Linked DNA regions of Lactuca sativa: region 2 is linked to region 1. Evidence: chromatin contacts called from public Hi-C data. All regions are on one chromosome and are shown on one strand. Each heading gives the region's core, a stretch centred on a gene start, on an enhancer-like site or on the middle of the called end of the contact. The rest is flanking DNA. Distances are from core to core; before and after follow the strand shown.

The links. A called contact is a pair of places that touch in the nucleus more often than the background predicts.
Region 2: a contact with region 1 is called in a Hi-C map of seed, with 5 times the contacts expected there. The contact joins the promoter of LOC111889048 here to the promoter of LOC111889065 in region 1. A contact is called at or near these places in 2 of 4 Hi-C or Micro-C datasets (leaf and seed).

Annotation. Positions count from the first base shown.
Region 1 is chr4:167,863,169-167,870,307 of Lsat_Salinas_v11, forward strand. LOC111889065 (putative hydrolase C777.06c) reads left to right here and starts at 4,328. Exons shown (of 12, transcript XM_023885200.3): 1 at 4,328-4,574; 2 at 4,940-5,058; 3 at 5,173-5,285; 4 at 5,716-5,757; 5 at 5,833-5,888; 6 at 5,973-6,049; 7 at 6,146-6,265; 8 at 6,366-6,442; 9 at 6,572-6,635; 10 at 6,732-6,782; 11 at 6,980-7,028; 12 at 7,108-7,139. The coding sequence starts at 4,388. It overlaps LOC111889063 (thioredoxin-like protein YLS8), which reads left to right and starts at 2,844. Exons shown (of 2, transcript XM_023885199.3): 1 at 2,844-3,042; 2 at 3,278-3,713. The coding sequence starts at 2,923. The coding sequence ends at 3,586.
Region 2 is chr4:168,378,588-168,385,438 of Lsat_Salinas_v11, forward strand. LOC111889048 (beta-galactosidase 17) reads left to right here and starts at 4,319. Exons shown (of 19, transcript XM_023885179.3): 1 at 4,319-4,576; 2 at 4,670-4,777; 3 at 5,221-5,416; 4 at 5,554-5,642; 5 at 5,822-5,902; 6 at 5,990-6,084; 7 at 6,241-6,311; 8 at 6,378-6,468; 9 at 6,549-6,666. The coding sequence starts at 4,424.

The sequences.
Region 1 (7,139 bases), core at 3,078-5,577:
CAATCAGAGTATGATGCAGAAGAGTTTTAGGCTTGAGTAGCCCTAGTGTTGAGTTTTTGGAGCCTAGTGGTTGTACCAGGGGAGAGACTGGGGTCTCCGTCTTGTCGGAAATCGCTATATTCCGAATTGAGTGGTGGTTTGCGTGCAGGTTGCGAGTCATGAGTTATGAGGTGAGTGTTTCATTGGGATGAGTAGTTCTAACTTTGGGGAAGACCAAACTCTCAAGTTGAGTTTGGCTCTGGTGATGCGTCAGGTAGGCGGGTTGAGATTCGGATTTAGAGATGGATTCCGTGTTAAGAGGGGGGTTATTGTTGTCACCAATATCTTAGACCTGAGCAGGGTCAGTTCGAGAGCACAGGAAATACCATGGGGTACATGAGACGAATCCAGTTGAGAGTAAAGTATCCGTTTGGGGTAAAGAGGAATTTGTGACTTGTGTGTCACTGGGCCGAGATAGTTGATGCTAGAAGGAACTTAGTGAGACATTTTGGATCATGTTATGGGTAACCATGGAGGTTCAACTATTGGGTTGAGGTCAGACCTCGTGTGATGTTAAAAGAGATATGGAATTTGGAGCTGAGGTTTATGAATGCGATGTTTGAGGACACTTCTGAGCGAGCATGGTTATGCTTTTGTGTCTAAGGGCAGAGTGTTGGGGATTCTTTGTTCGGATGGTTTCTGATAGCAGTCTAGTAGATGTGCCACGGTGGAGTGTGAACCCTTTTAGTCGTGGGGCGTAATTCGTATGATTTAGCATGATCGGTTTGGAGGAGCGATAGCCGGTTGTTGGATGTGGTCTTATGAGAATCAGAGAGCCAGTGAGTAAACATGGTTGATATTCGAGGAGCGAATATCATGGTGATCGCTCGAGTAGGCGGTTGGGCGGCGGGCCAAGCCACTAGAGTTTTTGGGTATTGGGAAAGAGTATCTTAGCGATGAAAAAGTTGGTTTAAATTTTGGGTTTTGGAAGTTTTATGTGGTTTCGTGTGTCCATAGAGAAAGATATCGGTGTAGTATGAAGATCATTTCAGTAGTGCCTTTCGGGTTGATAATTTCAATCTATAAGTGGTTAAAGAGTGATTTCAAGGGCGAAATCTAATTCAAGTGGAGGAGAATTGTAACATCCGGATATCCAGGCATGGAAATTTGAGTATTTTATTATGGGATATGAAGAGACTCGGTGAGTTGATGCCTCAACTCGTCGAGTAGGATCGCGACTTGGTGACCTGTTTAATGAAGGGACTCGACGAGTCGGGTATCCGGACTCGCTGAGTCAGCATTAGAAGAGAAAACACCGCGGATCAACACTGTTAAAATGGAGTATCCTTGGTGTAATTTAAATAGTGATGCGAAAGGACTGTAGGGATTATAATTCTCGACTTGTAACCTAATACAAATATAAACAGGTTTGGGTTGAGATTTTAGACCCGTCAACCTGCTTATTTCATAGGTTGGTTGTGTTATGTGTTTGAGTTCATGTGTCAACCCGTCAATATATATTATATTTAAAAAAAAGATTAATATTTATTTATGAATTATGACTTACGAATGCGGTTTGCCGTACTAAATCAAACCCAATCCTTGACTCATTGTTACTCAAAAGGCCGCATACTACTCCTCGCCCTTACCTTACTACCTTACCTCCTCCCACCCACCAGTACCGCCTTCCTTCGTCATCACAAACCACCTACCCACTAACACAAAGCCGCAAGCTACTGGTACACATAGTGCTCCACCGGCCCACCACCGCTCATCACTTTATCCCTAAACCACCACTGTTGGTGAAACCTAACCGCAAACTTGTATAATTAAACAAGTTATGTGGGTTGGGTTGGGTTGATGTATTTTGACCAACCAACCCGCCAACCTGAATCCGACCAAATTGTCACCCATATAAAGGAGAGCTTCAAGTGTTTGAGTTCTGTGATCCATAAGGGAAAGTATAGAGGTAGATGTCATCCATCACATTAAGGTTGGTTGGTGAAACTAAATTTGACTTACTTTCCTTTTGTTTGCCTCCTTACAAGTTATCGTTTGACACATGTCGGATGTCATCTATATAACATAGTCGCTCTGACCCTTATAGATGCATGGTTTTTAAACTCTATCCAATATCTCTCCCTATCCCATTTTAATGAGATTCTTTGTTGTTATTCTCTAGTAAATATAATATTTAATACTAAAGAGCTTGTAGCCCAATGATATTAAAGGCGTGTTTGGCAAAAATAGTTGTTAGCTGAAAGCGGGTAGCTGGTAGCGTGTAGCGGGTAGCTGTAACTTTTAATTGTTTAATGAGTGTTTGGTAAAAGTAGCTGGTAGCTTTTGAAATATATAAAATTACATAAAAGGACAATTGATTAAAAATAAATAAATATATAAATATATTTTTAAAGGTAATTATGAAAATTGATTTCAAAAACTCAGTAGCGTTTTGTTAAACGCTACATGAATTAACTTTTAGATTTGTAGCGTTTTGTTTAAACTAAAAGTTAAACGTTCGTACTGCCAAACGAAACTTTTTGTTTAAACTATAGCGTTTTGTCAAAAGTTAAAAGCTAGAAGCTCTCAAATGTTTTTAAAAGCTCCGGGCCAAACACACCCTAAGTGTTGCCTTTATTCTTGAGGTTGATGGTTCAAATCTTGTTTGAGACATACGTGGAATTCAAAATTAGTTGAAGATTAAATTAAATTTGCCGTTAAAAATAATAATAAAAAAATAAAACATTTAATAACTTTTCATTTAGCAAAACCAACGAAAAGTTTAAAAGTTAGTGATATCAACTATAAATATATATAGTTGAAGGACTATTTTATAACTTATCTCAACGGAATAATAAAGACCGCGTGTGAGCTTCTATATACATCGGCCTTCTTTGATACTCGCCGTCGCTTCTCGAGAGAAAAAGAAAGAGGGAGACAGAGATGTCGTACTTGCTACCGCACTTGCATTCCGGCTGGGCCGTCGATCAGGCGATCCTCGCCGAGGAAGAACGTCTCGTGGTTATTCGGTTCGGCCATGATTGGGACGAAACTTGTATGCAGGTAAAACCCTAGTTTCACCTATCTCTATCGCTAATTCAAATACTGTTTTCTCTGTTTATTACATCTTCCTATCATTCCATCGGATTACGATTCAATTCAATCGAAATTTTAACTGGTTACATATAAATTTCAATATCCCAAGTTCCAAATTTTGAAATTGGGGATATTTGTCACTTAGGTTAATATTTACTCAATCTGTATATAATACTGAATCATCTTGTTGTGGGATCTGTAGATGGATGAAGTGCTTGCTTCAGTTGCAGAGACAATAAAGAACTTTGCTGTGATCTACTTGGTGGACATCACTGAGGTACCTGACTTCAATACAATGTATGAGCTATACGATCCATCTACTGTGATGTTCTTCTTCAGGAACAAGCATATTATGATTGATCTTGGAACTGGTAACAACAATAAGATCAATTGGGCCATGAAAGACAAGCAAGAGTTCATAGACATTGTTGAAACTGTGTATCGTGGGGCTAGGAAGGGACGCGGTTTGGTGATTGCTCCTAAAGATTACTCCACCAAGTATCGTTACTAGAGTGGTGATGATTTTAACCATGTTTGTATGGATAACATTAAAGTTTAAACTGGTTGATTTCATGTGGTTGTGAACTTATTTGAAATTATGTTTGAAGTCTAATAAATTTGTATATCTAGTTGCTTAATTTATGTTGTTGGGATGATTATGATTTGTGTGGGTGATGGGTTATTTTCTTTTTTACAAAACGTTATTGGTTCTAAAAAAAATTACTATCAAAAGGTAACTTTGTGTTTATAAAATACTTTTATTTTAATGGTATTTTGTGTAAAATAGTATATTGTGAATGACAATAAATAGTTCAGTACTCAGTATTGATACTTGTAGAAAAACAAATTGTTTGCTTATTCATCTATAATCACGTCCCATTTAGAGGCGGATAAAAACCCAATCAAACGCTCTGTGAATCTGCTTGATTCAAAGCCAACTTTTTAATGGAACCATTAAGAGGTGAAACAAATACCCTTTAAATTGATGAAATGGAAAATTATTAGATAAAATTATTTTAGTAACAGTTTTTAAAATAATGTTTACTACACCAACATCCAATGCAATTTCTAAGGAAATCTTTCTTTATAGGATTTTAACGTGTTCAAAATTCAAATCATCCATCTCTGTTTCAAGTTTCAACACTAGTAGTATCCATAATAAGGCTTGGATTTGGAGCTTTTACATAAGCTCAGGGGTGAAACTGAAAATTTGCATAAACAGAAAATATCTTTGACCTTTTAGTAATAACCGAAGGTTTTTCTTGGGCAAAGGGTTCTACGATCTACAGAACAAGAGCGTTTTCGGGTCCCAATGATCTTAATGCAAGGAGCAGTTCGTCCTTCTCCTTCTTCTCTGACCCGTTTCGCTCGTTTGACCCGACATCTATCTTCCTCAAACACTAAACGTTCCTCAATTCCAGTTTACAGCTATGGGAGCTCTCGCTCTCGTCTTCAATCTAATCGCATTTATTCAGATGCTTCCCTGCAGTCGAATTCAAGTAAGATATTGATAAGCTTTCGTTTCCGTTGATTTCCATTTACTTGTAGTGATCCCCGAATTGGTTACATGTGTTTGATTTCTCGCTTTTCACCATTGGTTAGATTAAAAACTTGAAATGATTTCTACCAATATAATGTTTACGTGTATATATGTGTGAAATGTTATTATATCTATATATAGCGGATGACGATGGAATTGAGATGCCATAAATTCGAAAAGAATCATGGATGGGATGCTTTAGAACTTCAATTTTAATATCATTTGAACTTGTTTTCCAGTTTCATCTTGTAATTCATCTCTCTAAAACCTACGCTAGGGTTTTGTTTTGAGTAGTAGGACCTAAAACTATTCAAATTATTGCAGGTGTACAGAAAGGAGAGAAGATAACTCTTGAGCAACCAGAAATCATATTCATGGGGACAGGAACCAGTGAAGGAGTCCCACGAGTGAGCTGCCTTACTCACCCCTTAAAGAAATGCCCGGTAACCATCAAACTGAGTCAACTCATTTTGTAACAACAAGCAAATATTTGAAGCTTGTAGATGTGTTTTTGTAGCTTTTCTTTCCAATGTGCATATCTCAATGGCTTTTTTCAGGTTTGCTCAAAAGCTGTAGTACGTGGAAATAAGAATAAGAGACTCAATACAAGCCTCCTTATTCGTTATCCTAAACCCTCTGGCATATCTAACATTCTTATAGATGCTGGCAAGTATGTAAAACATGCTTTCATCACTGATTTCATCTATATGCTCTTTTCAGATAATTTGAAAAAAGAAAAAAAAATTTCAATCAAGTTATAGGTAAAATATCGAATCTTTGGTCCTAAAATGAAATGTAGTTGCATATTTTGTATAAAAGATCAGTTTGTTGTATAGATTGGAAAATTGGCAAAACTTTGTTGCATAAACACACATTTAACTTGATTGTTTTTGGTCTGATTCATAATGAATCAAAATCAGATATCAGTTAACTAGGTTCTAAAAGTTAGGGATCGATAGTAATTTTATATAATTATTTGAATAATCAGTTTTATTTCATGTTTCTTCAAATGTGATTATTTAGACCCTAAATAATCAAAATCATTGGAAGTATCAATCACTGGGAGAATCAAATAATAATTTTTATTTTTCATCTCACAGATTTTTCTACCAAAGTGCTCTTCGATGGTTCCCTACTTATGGGTAAGATTTATTTTTCTCATTTTCTCTTATATATTTCTACCACAAAAATAACAAACCCTGTGTTTATTTTGTCAGAATAAGATCACTAGATGCTGTTATTATTACTCATTCTCATGCTGATGCAATTGGAGGTCTCTAGTCTTTAATTTCCCATTTCATTTCAATCATAATAGTAACAATTACTCAATTATTCATTTATTATTTTTTTTCTTTAGGTTTAGACGATCTTCGTGACTGGACAAACAATGTCCAGCCATATATTCCAATTTATGTAGCCAAGCGTGATTTTGAGGTTCAAAAATGTTTAAATTTCAGCGAACCAATTTTTTTTTAATTTTATGTTATGATATCGCTAACTGAATTTGTAGATTTTTTAAATTGATTTCAGGTGATGAAAAAAACACATTACTATTTATTAGACAAAAGCGTGATCATACCAGGAGCTGCTGTCTCTGAGTTGCAATTTGATATTATAGATGAAAACCCTTTCACTGTACATGACATTAAGGTTAGAATTTGTGTTTTTGATATATTTTTTTAAAGGGTTAAATTCGTATTTATTCAAAAATATTTTATCTCGTTTCACAATTTGTGTATTGTGCTATCAGTTCACTCCTCTTCCAGTGTGGCATGGTAGTAATTATCGTTCTTTAGGTTTCCGCTTTGGCAACATTTGTTACATTAGGTAATAATCTTAAATTATTTCTCTATAACATATACTATATATATACAAAATTTTATATATAACATTTGAGGTAAATAGTTTGTGACTGTGACTGTGATTGTGACTGATGCAATATTTCATTTGTGACAGTGATGTCAGTGCAATACCCGATGCGACTTACCCCCTTTTAAAAGATTGTGAAATACTTATAATGGTAATCATTCACATACATAAAACATCAAATCTCACTTTTAAAATTTTGATTTCTAATAATATATATATATTATGTCCATGTGTTTTCACTTTTCAGGATGCATTGAGGCCAGATCGATCTTCTTCAACACATTTTGGACTTCCACAGGTTAAATTTCAAGAAATCACAACTTATTAAAGGCCAATAACCAGAGAGAGTTTTTATAGGGACAAAATGAATATATGAGTTTTTCCGGACTTTGGTTATTGGCCTATAATAGGTTGTGTTTTTTTTATGCTATCGAAGAATATTTTCATTAATATTTTTTTATTGTGTTGATGCTCATGCATTTTTTAAACCCTTAGGCTTTGGAAGAAGTTCGAAAAATCCAGCCAAAAAGAACCCTCTTTACAGGTATGAACAAACGTTATTTCTTTCTTGGACCAATTGAATGACAGTGAATGACTATTCTACCCTTATGTGATTGATGAAGGTATGATGCATTTGATGGATCATGAAGAAGTC
Region 2 (6,851 bases), core at 3,069-5,568, 520 kb after region 1:
TAATTTGTATACTAAATTGATATAATGTATTGATTATTTTGACTTATATGATAATATATACATCTAATATAACTGCATAATCTCAACCGTTTGAATAACTTCTACCTGCGAGTTATACATGAATAAAATTAAATATAATATATGGTTTAATGGTATTTATAGTTGTTGTTATTGTTAATTAATTTTTTAAAATTTATTTGCTTAATGTTTTAATTTTTATCATTATAATTATTTAAAACATCAAACATTGTTTTTTTGATTTTAAAGGTAACAATATAATCATTTATATAGAGTTATTTTTGTTTTTTTGATTTTAAAGGTAACAATATAATCATCAAACATCTATTATAACATCAAACATTGTTATTTGCTTAATGTGATATATAGAAGTCTTTACAAAGATATTATTTTAAAATTGAAATTTAGTATATTTATGATTACACTTTAGGTTTGATATTTATTTAATCTTATTAACCAGCTTATAATCATTATTAAAAAAAAACACTACAATTAATCACTTTTAACTATTTACAAAATATTCTTTGGGTTGTTTAAGTTAAACTAAAATGTATATTTAAGGTGACTCTGTAATGTTATATTCTAATTAATAATTTAAGTATTTTATACAAATTGTTCCAAAATTATATCTTTAAATTGATAATGGTTTACATCAAATGATAATGGTTTACATCCAACAATATATTAAAACTAATAAATTAAGTATAATATGTTAAAAGTTAAAAAAAATCACTTAATAAGTAGAAGTAAATATATTATTTTAATGTTGAAATCTAGTTTATATGCGATTACACTTTAGGTTTGATATTTATTTAATCTTACTAACCAACTTATAGTTATTATTAGAAAAAAATTGAAAAGTCATGGAAGTTTCAAATGAATGTGGTGAAAGGAAAAATAAAATGTTTTATTTATAATATAGTATGATGATATGATATGATAAAATAGACACATTAATTACACTTAGTGGTTCTCCATATAATAAATATAATATAATTATATCATATATACTTATGTTATGTATGATGTAACTTTGGTAATTTAATAACTATATATATACACGTTATTTTGTATGTATTTATCTTGAGGATGTGCTTTATTTGAAAATTATACTTAGAACTAAAGTTGAGATGTATAAATAAATGTTATTATCATTAGCCATGAGAATATTTTAATATATCAAAGTTATTGGATTAATATATCAAAGTTGTAAATGGATTGTATTAAGTTGTGAATATACTGTATTAACTTGTAAATTTTTTTATGTATTTTGTTTTTGCTTCTGAAATATGAATGGAAAAATGCATTTTATATATATATATATATATATATATATATATATATATATATATATATATATATATATATATATATAATGCATTTTTCCACTCATATTTCAAAAGCAAAAACAAAATACATAAAAAATTTACAAGTTAATACAGTATATTCACAACTTAATACAATCCATTTACAACTTTGATATATATATATATATATATATATATATATATATATATATATATATATTTGAAAAAAGCATGTAAAATTTAAATCGTAAATATTGTATAAATAAACTTTGAAAGAAACACTAACCTCCGGATATGAACGTATAAATGTATGTTTTAAGTCGAGATATGGTTGTGAATGTAACCAAAAGCTTGTAGCCCAGCGGTATCAGGTGGTGCCTTCCCTCTTTGAGGTCGAGGGTTCAAGTTCCGTCGTGGACATAGGTGGAATAGGTGTTGTTAGCTTAGGAGTAAATTAGATTTGCCGGTTCAAAAAAAAATATGGTTGTGAATGTATAATTTTTTGTGTATTAAAATGTGAATTTATTATATTAAGTTATGAATTTTGTCGAGTAAATTATGAAATGATTGTATTAATTTGTGAATTAATTGTATTAAATTGTAATTTTTTTATGAATTTTGTGTTTGCTTATGAAATACGATATGAAAGAAACATTATATACATATCTAATTTTATCTAATTTTGAGTATGTAAACTTTAAATTGTGAATATTGTGTAAATAAACTTTAAAAAAAGCACTAACCTTTAGATCTGAAGGTGTAATTGTAAGTTTTAAGTTGAGAACATGGATGATGTGAATGTAGAATTTTATATATTAAACAATGAAATTATTATATTAAGATGAGAATTTTATGTATTAAACTGTAAATAGGTTGTATTAAGTTGTGAATTGATTGTATTAAACAGTGAATTGATAGTAGTAAACTGTGAATTAACTGCATTAAGCTGTGAATTAACTGTATTAAACTGTGAATTGATTATATTAAGCTGTGAATTTTTAATTAATTTTGTAATAAAATATGAATGATTTATGTAAGAATGTTTGTATTAATTTTCTTGTGAATATATTTATTTTTGGTGTTGTATAAATATGTAAGAATATATTAGCTTTTATAATTATTTTGCATCAACACCGAATTAGTAAATTAACTGGTTTATTAAACCATGAATATAATACTTAAGTTGTAAATCCATGATTTTGTGTGCATATCTAATTTGGAAGAAGTGATGGTTGCGATAGTGGCACAGGTAGTTGACGGCGATGTGTGGTAGTTGGTGGTTGTAGAGTTTGAGTTTCATATTTATGAATATATAAACTACTGTATAACAGAATGTATTAAGTTGTGAATTTTATGTATTAAACTGAGACTGGACTATAATAAGTTATGTATTTTATATAAATTTTGTGTTAAAATATGAATGAGTGTGTGCATGAAATGTTAAACTGTATATCAGTGAATTATTATGTTTATTAAACTGTAAATATGTTAAACTATGAATATCTCTTATAAACATACAACTTTTAAAGAAATCCACAATTAAAAAGAGAGAGAAATGAATTTCTCAACGTATAATCCTTTTTTTTATTAAATTTTGTATATTTGGCTGCAAAAATAAAATAATATGTGTTAAAAAAATATTACCAAAGAAATGAGAGCTACAATATTTGTTCTGTTAAGATGTGAATATGACCAGAAAAATGCCACTGGTTTTGGTGTTTCTTCGGCGAAGGTCTGGTGGTTGTCCGACGATGATCTAGCGGCGGTCTGATGACAAATGACAACTAGTTGTAAACTAGTGAATGGAAAATTTTGCTTAGTATAATCCAGTTGGGAGACTGTAGACCCATCATGTAATTGTGTGTGATACTTTGGGGGAAACTCACTGCTTTGTCTTACAGTTTGATTGTTGTGGCTTTAGGTATTTCAGAGATTAGAGGCAAGGCAAATGCTTGATCGTACATATCCTCTTCTGTTTGATTTTTGATTGATTTGAACACTCTTATTTTGAATGATTGTATTTGAAACTTATGGTTGTGATTTGGGTTTTTATATAAACACGGATTTTTATCTAAATGAAAAATAAATTTTTTTATCGAGATTTCTGGGATGCTACAATTACAAAGAGGATCTAATTACACAAAAAAACACCAACATTACATAAGAATTAGTTTCATGCATTCAGACATCAAACTCAAAATAAGATAACCATTACATTAAACCTACAACCAAAACAACACTTCCATACATTATTGAAACAAAAGACATTAACCCTACAATCACCTCAACCCTTCTTTAGGTAGCAAATTACAAAAATCGAACTGACAAAATGGATGAACTTATACATTCTTGCTTGCATGCTAGCTTCTTGAAGGGATTGTTGGAGTTTATTCATTGACTTCAGTAACCCAAGTATCACTTCCACTGATCTAGGGCACATGGGTTCATCGTACCACCCAATCCAACTATACCTGCTCCCATTCGAACACATGACCAAAACCACATTCCATGGTTACGATTCGACCAAGATGTGACGATGACAAGATCGCTGCTTCCACAAGGGCAAATCATTATTCTTCGACTTTGATTTCTTGAGCTTCACCTGGATCACATGAGTTTTCAGTTTCACATACCTAATTGAGAAAAGAGGTGATCAATTAAATAAATAATAAGTGTAACCCCTAGATGAAATGACGAAAATGGCCTCATGTGCGAGGCACATGGGGCATTATAACGGCACAAGTAAACGAACATCCATCGTAAGGGCTGTTTACGTGCAATGTTTGTTCCAAATGGACTATCAATGAAAAAAAAAAAGTTTCATAAGGACTATATTAGAGAAAAATAGAAAAGAATTAAGACTTGAAATTTTGTCTATTATGAAAAACAATAATTGTGTTACGAGTATTCAAAGACCAAGGGACCAAACTATCATTTAAGTGATAGGTTAGGGACATATGTATAAATATTCTACTTTCTTGGTTCTCTGTTGACTGACTTAGCTTAAGAGAGTCCACTGGTCGGAAAACTTGAAAGCCTAGTGAAGGTGAAAGACAATAAACGCCGATAGCGACGGCGACGACATCTAGTTAACGGCAATGGCGAAAGGGCGAAGCTTGAAGTCGACGAAGATTATCGTTCTTCTCCTATGTCTCGTTGCTTTCTCTACTGTTTTCGCTCCTCTACCTTCCCCTCTCTCGAATTCGCTCAAACCCCACAATCATCATCATCATCATCATCATCATCATCAAGTGAGTTATCCAAATCTAGTAAAACGTCTTCTAATTTTCATGTTTTGCTAGTGATCATTTTGATTTGCTAACTGCTGATTATAAAATCAGCAGGTTGTTAATGCTCGAAAGTTTGAAATTGCTGATGATATGTTCTGGAAAGATGGAGAGCCTTTTAGAATCATCGGCGGGGACTTGCATTATTTCCGTACTCTACCTGAGGTATAGTCTCGTATTTGTCCCATTGAAGTTCGCGTTGAATCACACTACTACTATCTGTTCAATAGATATTTCGATCATCTGGGTACTCCATAACCAATTGAACCCTGAATGCTAGTACAAATACTCATTTTATCCCAAAGTTACATGTCTATCACTACATTCTTCCATTGATATGTCCCAAAAGAAAACTAGATACATCACCGTTTTACAACTCAAATTTGCCATTACTTTTTTATAGCTGTTGTTTTAGCACCGTATAACTGTACCTGATATTAGAGGATACATTTGGAAGCACTAACTATCATCTGGATATACAGCTATATATAACACACACATGTAATCATCAATCATGGTCATTTTAGAACCTCCTCTTCTGCATTTGGATGAATGGACTTTTCTATAGATATTTACATGATCTGACTTCTGTCATTCTTTGGGTGCAGTATTGGGAAGATAGGCTAACAAGAGCAAAGGCTTTGGGCTTGAATGCAATTCAAACTTATGTTCCATGGAATCTGCATGAACCAAAAGAGGGTCAACTAGATTTCAATGCTATTGCAGATATAGTTTCTTTTCTTGAGCTGTGTCAGAAGTTAGATTTGCTGGTCATGCTAAGGGCTGGACCTTACATATGTGCAGGTCAAAACAGTAACTGAATCTGAATGTTTTAATTCCCTCTTTTAGTATCGATCAAGATTTCCTTTCAAACTGTGGGTATCAATTAATTTGCTATTTCTTGATAAACACTCTCCATTGAAGACCACTTTTTGTTGCAGAATGGGATCTTGGTGGTTTCCCTGCTTGGTTACTTACTAAAAAACCACCCATCAGACTGAGATCATCAGATCCAACATACCTCGCATTGGTAAATCTTCTTTTCTATTTTGATCCTTGTTTTCATTTTATGTAACATGAGTCACATTTGAGATATTACATGATAAATTATCTATAAAAAAACAAACTTTTCTCAGTTCCTACACTTACACAGTTACACTTACATCTCATATCTCTGTGTCATTTGTGAATTTATATGAGTTGTTGCAGGTTGATAAGTGGTGGGGGGTATTACTTCCTAAAATTGCTCCTCTTCTTTACCACAAAGGAGGACCTATAATTATGGTTCAGGTGGGTAATACTGAATTTCTATAAGCTCACAGATTGTTATAAGATATGTTGCATTGTGAGTTTATCATGTGTAGATTGTGATTGCAGATTGAGAATGAATTTGGTTCCTATGGAGTTGACAAAGACTATCTGCATCATCTGGTCAACTTAGCAAGATCACATCTTGGGGATGACCTAATATTGTAAGTTTGATGTAATATGGTAACAAATGCCCTTTTCTTTCTTAGCATCAAACTTTATTCATCACTTGACATTTATTATACACTTTGAGGGGTAGGAAGATATTTTGATTTTTGAGTTTAAAAAGTAATACCACCCTTTTTTCTTGATTTTTACAGATATACTACAGATGGAGGCACTAGAGATACTCTCATTAAAGGAACAATAAATGGAGATGCTGTCTTTTCAGGTATGATAACATTTATCATGTTTTATCAATTCTGTTGGCATCTAATATTGGAAAGATTAATTGTAGCTGTTGATTTTTCAACTGGAGAGGATCCTTGGCCTATATTTAATTTGCAAAAGGAGTTTAATACACCAGGAAAATCACCACCTCTTTCTGCGTAGGTATCTTACTTTAATACCTATGGAATAATATCCTTGAATTACTTCATTTTATGATGCTGATAAGATGATATTTCAGTGAATTTTACACGGGTTGGCTTACACATTGGGGAGAGAATATTGCTAAAACTGATGCAACTTCTACAGCATCTGCCCTTGAAAAAATTTTGTCCAGGAATGGCTCTGCTGTGCTTTATGTATGATTGTATGCTATAAGAAGTATTTACATAGTGTTTGGTATCCAGTAATTGAAGATGGAATGGAATGGGGCATTCCGATGGAATAAAAAAATCATGCTTGTTTACCACATAGGAATAGAATGGAGCATTCCTTAAATAATGTGATTCCTTTTTCTGGGCTGATTTTCATTCCATGGGGGAGG